2 separate regions of the Oryctolagus cuniculus genome follow, and region 1 is linked to region 2. A link is a contact called in public Hi-C data. All regions are on one chromosome and are shown on one strand. The core of a region is the stretch at or near the end of the contact, and the rest is flanking DNA. Distances in the headings are between cores, read along the strand shown. Region 1 holds the start of ID4 (inhibitor of DNA binding 4). Region 2 overlaps LOC108178872 (a long non-coding RNA gene).

What was found. A called contact is a pair of places that touch in the nucleus more often than the background predicts.
Region 1: a Hi-C map of skin fibroblasts shows a contact between it and region 2, with 5 times the contacts expected there. The contact joins the promoter of ID4 here to the enhancer-like site in region 2. A contact is called at or near these places in 2 of 6 Hi-C or Micro-C datasets (skin fibroblasts and an unstated tissue).

Annotation. Positions count from the first base shown.
Region 1 is chr5:147,102,713-147,106,815 of mOryCun1.1, forward strand. ID4 (inhibitor of DNA binding 4) reads left to right here and starts at 1,761. Exons shown (of 3, transcript XM_051832583.2): 1 at 1,761-2,679; 2 at 3,002-3,060; 3 at 3,502-4,103. The coding sequence starts at 2,224. The coding sequence ends at 3,046.
Region 2 is chr5:145,816,787-145,821,111 of mOryCun1.1, forward strand. All of the region lies in intron 5 of LOC108178872 (a long non-coding RNA gene), which reads left to right. Among named protein-coding and RNA genes, the nearest start is that of RNF144B, 360 kb to the left of the region's middle. Within about 2 kb of position 1,370, at least 1 of the 8 cell types and tissues checked has an H3K27ac peak or open chromatin away from gene starts, as enhancers often do.

The DNA.
Region 1 (4,103 bases), core at 511-3,010, 1.3 Mb after region 2:
GAAAATCTGACAGAACAACACATCTGTACATTTATCACCTGTTCTTACCTGACTGGTTCCAAAATAATAGTTTACACTCACTAGCACTTCCTCTTCCAACTTCCGTCTAACCATCATGATATTCTGTGTGTTTCTATTAAAAACATATGCAGTTATGCCTGCCTTTAAAAGCAAGGCTTTCCCTTGGGTTTTATAATTCTGATTTTCTTGATCATGTGTATGGAGACCCTCTATGGATGCACGTTAAGTAGATGAGAATGTTGCTTCTTTCCAAATAATTGTTAGAGGCAGTCATGTCTAAGGACTGGGGAAAGGAGGACTGTTGCATCTGCCTGAGAAACCAGCTCCCCATTTCATCAGGAAAAAGGAAAGTGCTCAGTGGAACAGTCATGAAGTGCCCACTTGGCCTCACAAGATACCTGCCTGGTTCGGGTATTTCAGTTCTGGGAAGGGTGGAGACAGGGAGAAAATGAAGTCCACACTAGAAGGCAGTAGGAAGAAATGAGGGCCGTGTCTCTTCCTCTCAGTTATCTGAGGCTGAGGCACCAGTCCACGTCAAGGAAGAAAATTCTTGTGTTAATTCACCTACAAGCGACGTCTGGGGTGGGAATAATTGCAGGTTGGAAGCACTCAAAATTCAGTTCCCCATTGCCTAGGAGTTTCTAAGCTCATGTCTCACCTGAAGGGCTCAGTTTCTCCCTGAAGTGTCCACACAATACCCCCACCAGAGTTCACTGTCAGTTTTATTTTGAATCCTCGAAGGACAGCTTTTCTATCAGAAATCCAATACAAAAATCACCTTTAATTAAAAACGCCTTTCTGCAGGGTGGGGCCCACGCAGGATCTCAGACACAGGAAGTGTGAAATTTAATGCTTTGTTGCCCAGGAGAAGACAGAGGGTTCTTATCACCTTATTTAAAGCGGGGTGCGCTAATACGTGACGCGGTGCGTTAATGGCCTAAATGAAGGCCCAGGTATGAATTTTACATAAAACGGATTAATAGTATATGTCATAGTGGAATTTTAAATACTCCGTGTCCATGCATTTTTAATCTCTACGTGCTCTACTTTCCTGTGCAAGGCAACCGCTTTTCTTTAGCTCACTTTTGCATCTTGATGAGGAAAAGAAAAAAGAATCTCACCACGTTTGGGTCGTATTTAAAGATCCCTTTACGAAAAACTTGCATTCGATTCGGCACGCCTTTCCTTTTTCCTTCGCTAAGCTTTAGCATTTTTTTTTTAAGAATACAAGAAGGCTACACATTTCCATCCCATCCTTGTGGTTTCTGCAATTGTGAAAAGGCGAACCATGCAATAGGGGGTGAAATACCGAAGAGAACGAACGCGGGTCTTTCTCAAGGTACTGACAGGCCGGGGACCCAGCGGCGGCCGGCGCAGGGTCCCCGCGAGCAGCGCTACTGGGGGTGTCCGGGTGTCCCCGCGCTCCCCCGGCGGCCGAGGCCGGCGCGGAGCGAATTCCAGCCACACATTCCCGCAGTTCTTCGCAGGAACTTCGCTCTCTCCCCCCGCCCTCGCAGAGCACACCCCAGCCCGGCCCGACGCCCATCCAAGCGCTTCCCTCCGCGCCCCGACCCCACAGCGTTGACGGCATGGAGGGCCCTTCCCATTGGCCGGAGCGTCACTCCCCGAGGTGGCACTGCCCGCCTGATTGGCGGGCCACTCCCGGCCCCCCGCCCACCCCGGGGTGCCCCGCTCCCCGCCTCCCAGCACCGCCCGCGTCCCCGCCCGCGCGCCAGCCCGGCTCGGCTCGGCTCGGCTCGCGCTGCGCCCAGGCCGGCGCGCTGGGCCCGCCCCCGGGCGCGCGGCGCTATAAAGACAGCTGCGCGGCGGGCTGGGCCGGAGCGTAGTGCAGGAGGCGCGGCCGGCGGTCGGCTCCGGGAGTCGGCTCCGGGAGTGGGGCGGCGGAGACCCCCCCCACCCCAGACCCCCAGCACTGGCTTAGCGGGAGCTCGGAGGGGAGTGACCAGGGCACTTTCTTCCGCTGCTTTTGATTTTTCTTGCCTTTCGCTTTGGGCCGAGGGTTGCCCACTGAGCAGAGATCCCCCGGAGCGACCCTCCCCGTCAATTGTTGGAGCGCCGGGCGCGCTGCGGGTGCCCGAGCGCACCGGGAGCCGAGGCAAGGCGGGCCCGGAACCTGCCTGCGCGCCTCTCCTCACCTCAGCGGGTCCGCCTGCGGAAGGCGCGGGGCGCAGGGCGCGCGCGATGAAGGCGGTGAGCCCCGTGCGCCCCTCGGGCCGCAAGGCGCCGTCGGGCTGCGGCGGCGGGGAGCTGGCGCTGCGCTGCCTGGCCGAGCACGGCCACAGCCTGGGCGGCTCGGCGGCCGCGGCGGCGGCGGCGGCCGCGGCGCGCTGCAAGGCGGCTGAGGCGGCGGCCGACGAGCCGGCGCTGTGCCTGCAGTGCGATATGAACGACTGCTACAGCCGGCTGCGGAGGCTCGTGCCCACCATCCCGCCCAACAAGAAAGTCAGCAAAGTGGAGATCCTGCAGCACGTTATCGACTACATCCTGGACCTGCAGCTGGCGCTGGAGACGCACCCGGCTCTGCTGAGGCAGCCGCCGCCGCCGCCGCCGCCGCCGCCCGCGCCACCGCTCCACCCGGCCGGAACCTGTCCGGCCGCGCCGCCGCGGACCCCGCTCACGGCGCTCAACACGGACCCGGTGAGGGGGCCGGGAGGGCGGCGGCGGGACGCGGGGGGCTCCCCGCTCCTCGCGGTGGGGTGGGGTGGGGGGTCCGCGAGAATGACAGCCCCCTCCCTTCGGGCTCTCGGGCCACCAGCCACAGGCGGGGCTCGGCGAGCTCGGGACCCGCGCGGAGCGCATCGCGGGCTGTCAAGTGCACAGCCGGCTCGGGGAGGGCTCCCCGGGGCTGCAGACTTGGCTGCGCGCGCCAGGCTGGCCGCGGGGGACGCAGCCCGGACCGTGCGGGCTCGCGGCTGGCGCCGGCTAACCTTTGCCTTGGTGTTGCGTGTTGCCGTTGCAGGCCGGCGCGGTGAACAAGCAGGGCGACAGCATTCTGTGCCGCTGAGCCGCTCTGTGCAGGTGAGCGCGCCTTGTCCGTCCCGAGTGGCCGGTGGCCGGAGACGCCCGGCCCTGGGGGCTCCTTGGTCTGAGGGGAAGCGGGCCCCCTCTGTTCCCGCCACCCAGCTAGCGAGTGCACCCGCACTTCTCCTCGGGGTGTGCGTGTAGCTGGGGAGCTGTCCCTGTCCGTGCAGACGCGGCCGGCGGGCTCCTCACGTCAGCCCTGCGCCCGCAGCCGGGCCACCCTCGTGGGCGTGGACAGCGCCCCGAGGTCCCGCGCGCGCAGGCTGACGGCCACAGGGGGCTGGCGGCGGGGCGCGGGCGGCCGCAGCTGCGGGTGTTGTCCGACCCGCTGGTTTGTTTGGGGTTGTTGATCAAGCATGTCTTGAGTTTGGTCGGCGGCGCCAGGCAGTCTGCAGCGGGAAGGTTCACACACCCCCTCTATTCATTCCTCTTCCACAGGTGTGCGGCCGCCTGCGCCCGAGCCAGGCGCCTGCCCAGGGAGGGGGAAGAGCAGAAGTTGGTGGAAAAGCCGCCGAGGGAAGAACACCTCAGCCAGTCTAGAAAACGCTTTCATTCGTCATTCCAAGAGAGAGGGCGAGGGAGGAACAATTAAAACTCTCATCCTTTTTATTTTATTTTTTTTTGCACGTTCATAAACATTCTGCATAGGTATTCTCTTTCGTCTCTTCATTTATAACCGCTGTGAATTGTACATTTCTGTGTGTTTTGGAGGTGCAGTTAAACTTTTAAGTGCGACAGGACTGATAAAATAGAAGATACGAGTAAATCCGACTTTAGAAGCCTACTTTGTGACCAAGGAGCTCAGTTTTTGTTTTGAAGCTTTACTAATATACCAGAGCATTGTAGATAATTTTTTTTACATCTATTGTTTAAAATAGATGATTATAACGGGCAGGGAACTTTCTTTTCTCTGCAAGAATGTTACATATTGTATAGATAACTGAGTGACATTTCATACCATGTATATATAGAGATGTTCTATGAGTGTGAGAAAGTATATGCTTTAATAGACTACTGTAATTATAAGATATTTTTAATTA
Region 2 (4,325 bases), core at 120-2,619:
TGTGCAGAACACCAGAACTTATTTCTCTGTACAGCTGTACCCTGGAGCAACCGCTCCCCAGCCTCAGCCTCTAGTAGCCACTATTTGACTCTCAACTTCTACAGGATCAGCTTTTTTAGATTCTACTTATGAGAGAGAATATGTGGTATTTATCTTTCTGTGCCTGGCTGATCTCACTTAATGTAATGTTTCCTAGGTTCATCCTTATTGTTGCAAATGACAATATTTCATCTTTTTAATGCGTTAATAGTATTCCTTTGTGTATATGTACTGTGTTGTTTTCATCTATTTGTTTATGGATGGACACTTTGGTTGATTGCATTTTTTGTGTGTGTACTTCGTTCTTATTCCTCTGGGTAGGAAGTATGTTTTTAAACATAAGTTGGGGGAAGTGTGAGTTCCATTCCAATGCCATTTTTTTTTCCAGGCTGATGCCAAAAGAGTAAATTTCTTGTTTAGGATCCATTTTGTAAGCCTGGGATAGTTGATAAACCTGAATAAGGCTGAAACCGTTTTGGAGTCCATATGTGCAAACAAATTGACTCAGTCTACTGAATGTACTGCAGTCATCATGGGTACAATACTCTCAGTCACAGTTTAATACAGTCTTCAAGCCACTGATAGGCAGAGGAAACTCTCATCTTTAGTGTAAATCTTTATTCTTTTGTTTTAGTTTTAAAAAATATTCTAGGTTTTTATTGAATGAATTGAATTGAATGATTCTTCTATTTCATAAGGAGCTATGGGGGCCAACATTTTTTCCAGTATTTTATTATATCACGTAGGAGTTGTCCTATTTTTGTTATGAAAATGCCTTCTGCAAGTCATCCTGTCACATTTCCTTCTCTCACCTTTGCAGATGTGTGTTACACCATCCGTGGGTTGGGCTGGGGTCTTTCTTGAGCCATTCTTGAATAATTCTGAGCTATTTCTTCAACTATGTCATCCCAAGAACAGGTCTAAAGTTTGCCTTTAACCTGGCTGATTGGTCACATGATGGCATTGTCACTGACCACATCTCTTTCCTGGTCTTGATAACTCCCAGACTTTACCACTAATACTGCCAATTTGCCCCTGCTCATTGGCCTAGCCTAAGACACAGGATGATGCGTGCTTTTCTGTTGGAGCCCACGAGTAGCCTGGTTTGATCTGTGTTGTCCGAGACTGGCTCCTCTGCACATTGGAGGAGGTTGGTGACTTCCTCCCCCAGTTAGAGAAGGAGGGCAGGGCCTGCGGGCAGAGAGCGACTACAGTGAACTTTCTCAAACACAAGGGAGCCCTTTCTTCATGACCCTTTCCTGTTTCTCTGCTTCCCAACGGTTCCTTTGCTCTATCTGGCCAGGATGAAAGTGGTGCCTGGGGCACTTCATAGACCTTCTAAGGGAAAAGCTGGGGGCCCTTTGAAAATCTGATTGCTCCACTCTGCCCAGTAACGTGGGTGACACAAACCTCACAGAAGCTGCTGTCTTTTCGCTTCCATCAAGTCTGGCTTTCTGCCTGGTATGGAGCAGTCACAGAGCTGGGCGGTTTGGCCTTAGGGAGAAGGGAAGTGTTCTGGGATCTGGAACCATTTCTTACAATGTCCTTATTTTGAGTCATAGGGAGGGGAATGGGAGTTAAAAATATCCATTATCTCTTATAACATAAAAATGTTACATTTGGGCAAGTCTGACTAATAATGAGAAAAGGAAACGGAAATGGAAGCAGGAAGAATGTTGACTCCCTGGGTTTTGGCAGGGCAGTTGTTAACAGGCTGGTTTACTGGGTGTGGGCTTTCTGCTGGCTTCTCTCAGGAGAGCCAAACTTTATCATTGTATTTCTATCTGGTTCCTGGAATCATTGGACGTAGAGGGACAGGTTTTTACATGCCACACGAGCTCCATGTTTTCCTCAGAAACTTGTGTAGGAGCGATGTTGGCTTCTCCTACCTATTGTTCTTTCAAGGTCCTAGAAAGAGAAACAAGAGGAACCGGAAGGGGAGGGGACCCTGGGCATGTCTTATGGGTATCAAGGAGATTGACAGGTCTTGGAATTCATAAGACCCCAGGATCATGAGTGTTGGGAGAAATGTGAACATTTGAAGTATTCAGGGAGTCAGAGAAATCTATGACACCATGTGAACAATAATTAAGAAATAGAGAATTGAGGCAAAAACTACTCAGACAATCCCTGGAAGTCTTGTTCAACAGAAGGATTACTGAGAATGCCCACTCATCACACTTTCTAACTGACCTTGGGCTGGATCCACCACCAGTGAGCCAGAAAAAGAAATAACCTTGGGTGTGGGGCATAAGGAAAGTTGTCTCTTTGGTTTCAGCCTGGCTTGAGTGATGCCGATGGCCAAGAAGACAGGAGAGTCCTGGAGGGAGGAAGAGTGCAGGGCAGATGGAGTGGCAAGGAAATGTTTCTGGCACAGAGCACCTGGCATCCTGCTCTCGCTGAGACTGACCGGCCCAAGAGGATCCTTACTACTGTGCAATTGCTGCCTCCAGAGTCACCGAGACAGGAGAAGCGTGGGCCGGAAGGAGATGCGAGATGAAGCTGGTTGTTGTTGAAGAGGAAGCTAGAATCATTCTTTGCCCCAGTTTCAAACAGGGGGCTTTGCCAGCTCCCGGCTAAGGTTGAAACAGCTCCTATCCCCACAAGGGGCCAGCTCTTCTGGTCTCATCTTCAGAGAATGCACCAGTCCCAGCCTTCTGGTTTGTCCCTGGTTATCTGGGAGTTGAAGGCTGCCATGTTAGAATGGTTCTTTTTAAGGGAGGTGAGTGAGAGAATTCAAAAGTATGGAGAGGAGTCAAGAGAGAACTGGGAAATAAACATAGATTTGAAAAAAAGAAGAGATTTCAGTGGAATTTCTCTCAAAATGAAGGAAAGAATTGTGACACTTACTGTTTGAGGGTATTGGTTTATCTGTGATTCACGTAGTCAAGGAAGAATAAATTTCTTCCTAAGCCGTTATTCTTCATGTGAAAGATTTTCTTTTTCTTTTGGACAAGATCCCAGGTGTGAGGGTGAACAGCTCCTTGGGCAATGACATAAATAGCATCCTTAAGGCCAACTTCCCATTGGTGTTTGAGAATGAGCTGGGGAGAGAGGGTCTTAGAAGTAAACCAGACATGCAGAGGTGGGTGGAATGAGATGTGAGTGAGTGAGGAGCAGAGTAGCTATGCGTTAGGGTACATGCCCTCTTTGATTTGCCCATTTCTTACCTTGCTTTTAATTCCAAGACTAGCCAGGGAGAGGGAATTCTGATGGTGTGTGGTGTCTCCTGCTAGTCTTTTGCCAAATTTCCTGGCTTCTGAGTTCAAGGTAACTTCTGGGTGAAGAAAATGCACAGTGGATTTGTTGGCTCATCTTGTTCTCCTTGGAAGATGGGTGACTGGTCATAATCATGCTGCCTTTGGAGGCCCAGCTTGTCATGCTGATGGTGCTCCATGTGGAGTCCCAGCATTAAAAGTACCCCCCCCCTTCAGTACAGTGCCAGTTTTATGCGCCTCCGACTCCAAGTGCATCCCTCACTCATAACATTCCCTTATGAGGTTGCACCTTAGAGCTCCCCTTTTCAGAACCCCAGGATCCATCTTTGCATTCTTTCTCCTTTTCAATTGCTTCACAAGGCAGTAGGACAGTGTTGAACATGGTGAAGCTGGCAAGCTGAGGCACTGTGGGGAGCAACCCGGACTGGACTGAGTTACTGGAATTAAGACTTATTCTATGCATCTGCTCTCCCACAATATGGCACTGAGAAGGGAGAGACGGCTTCTGCACAGCTGCCTCCAGTTCAACCAATAGGCAGCAGGACCTGCTCCTGATTGGAGGAGAGCAGCATACTTGGCGTGTGGGCAGCCGAGTTAGGATTGGCGGAGGAGGACTATAAAGGAGGAGAGAGACGGCATGCACCAGGAACATCTAAGGGGAACATCTGAGGGAACACCTGTGCAGCCCCCGAGAGAGCCGGCCGGCGGTGTGCTGCTCCCCCGCGGAAGTGGGGAATGTGGCAGGGGGAACTGCCCTTCCACGGAGGTGGAAGGGACGGTAGCCAACCCGGGAAGAACCAGCAGAAAACCCGGGGAGGGCCGAGCAGACAAAAGAACAACGCAGGGTCCTGTGTCGTTCCTCCACGAAGATGGGGAGCGACAAGGCACCACTTTCTAGTTTCTTGTGTAAAGAGCTGTTTTACAAGTTGGGGAAACAAACTTTGGTTTCTTAGTTTCTTTTGTTTATTCTTTCTAAATCCTTTCAGTTTGATGTGTAATTCCTAATGCGATTCTAATAACCATTCCCCTTGAAAACTAGTCAACCATATTAGCTCATATGTTGTTGTG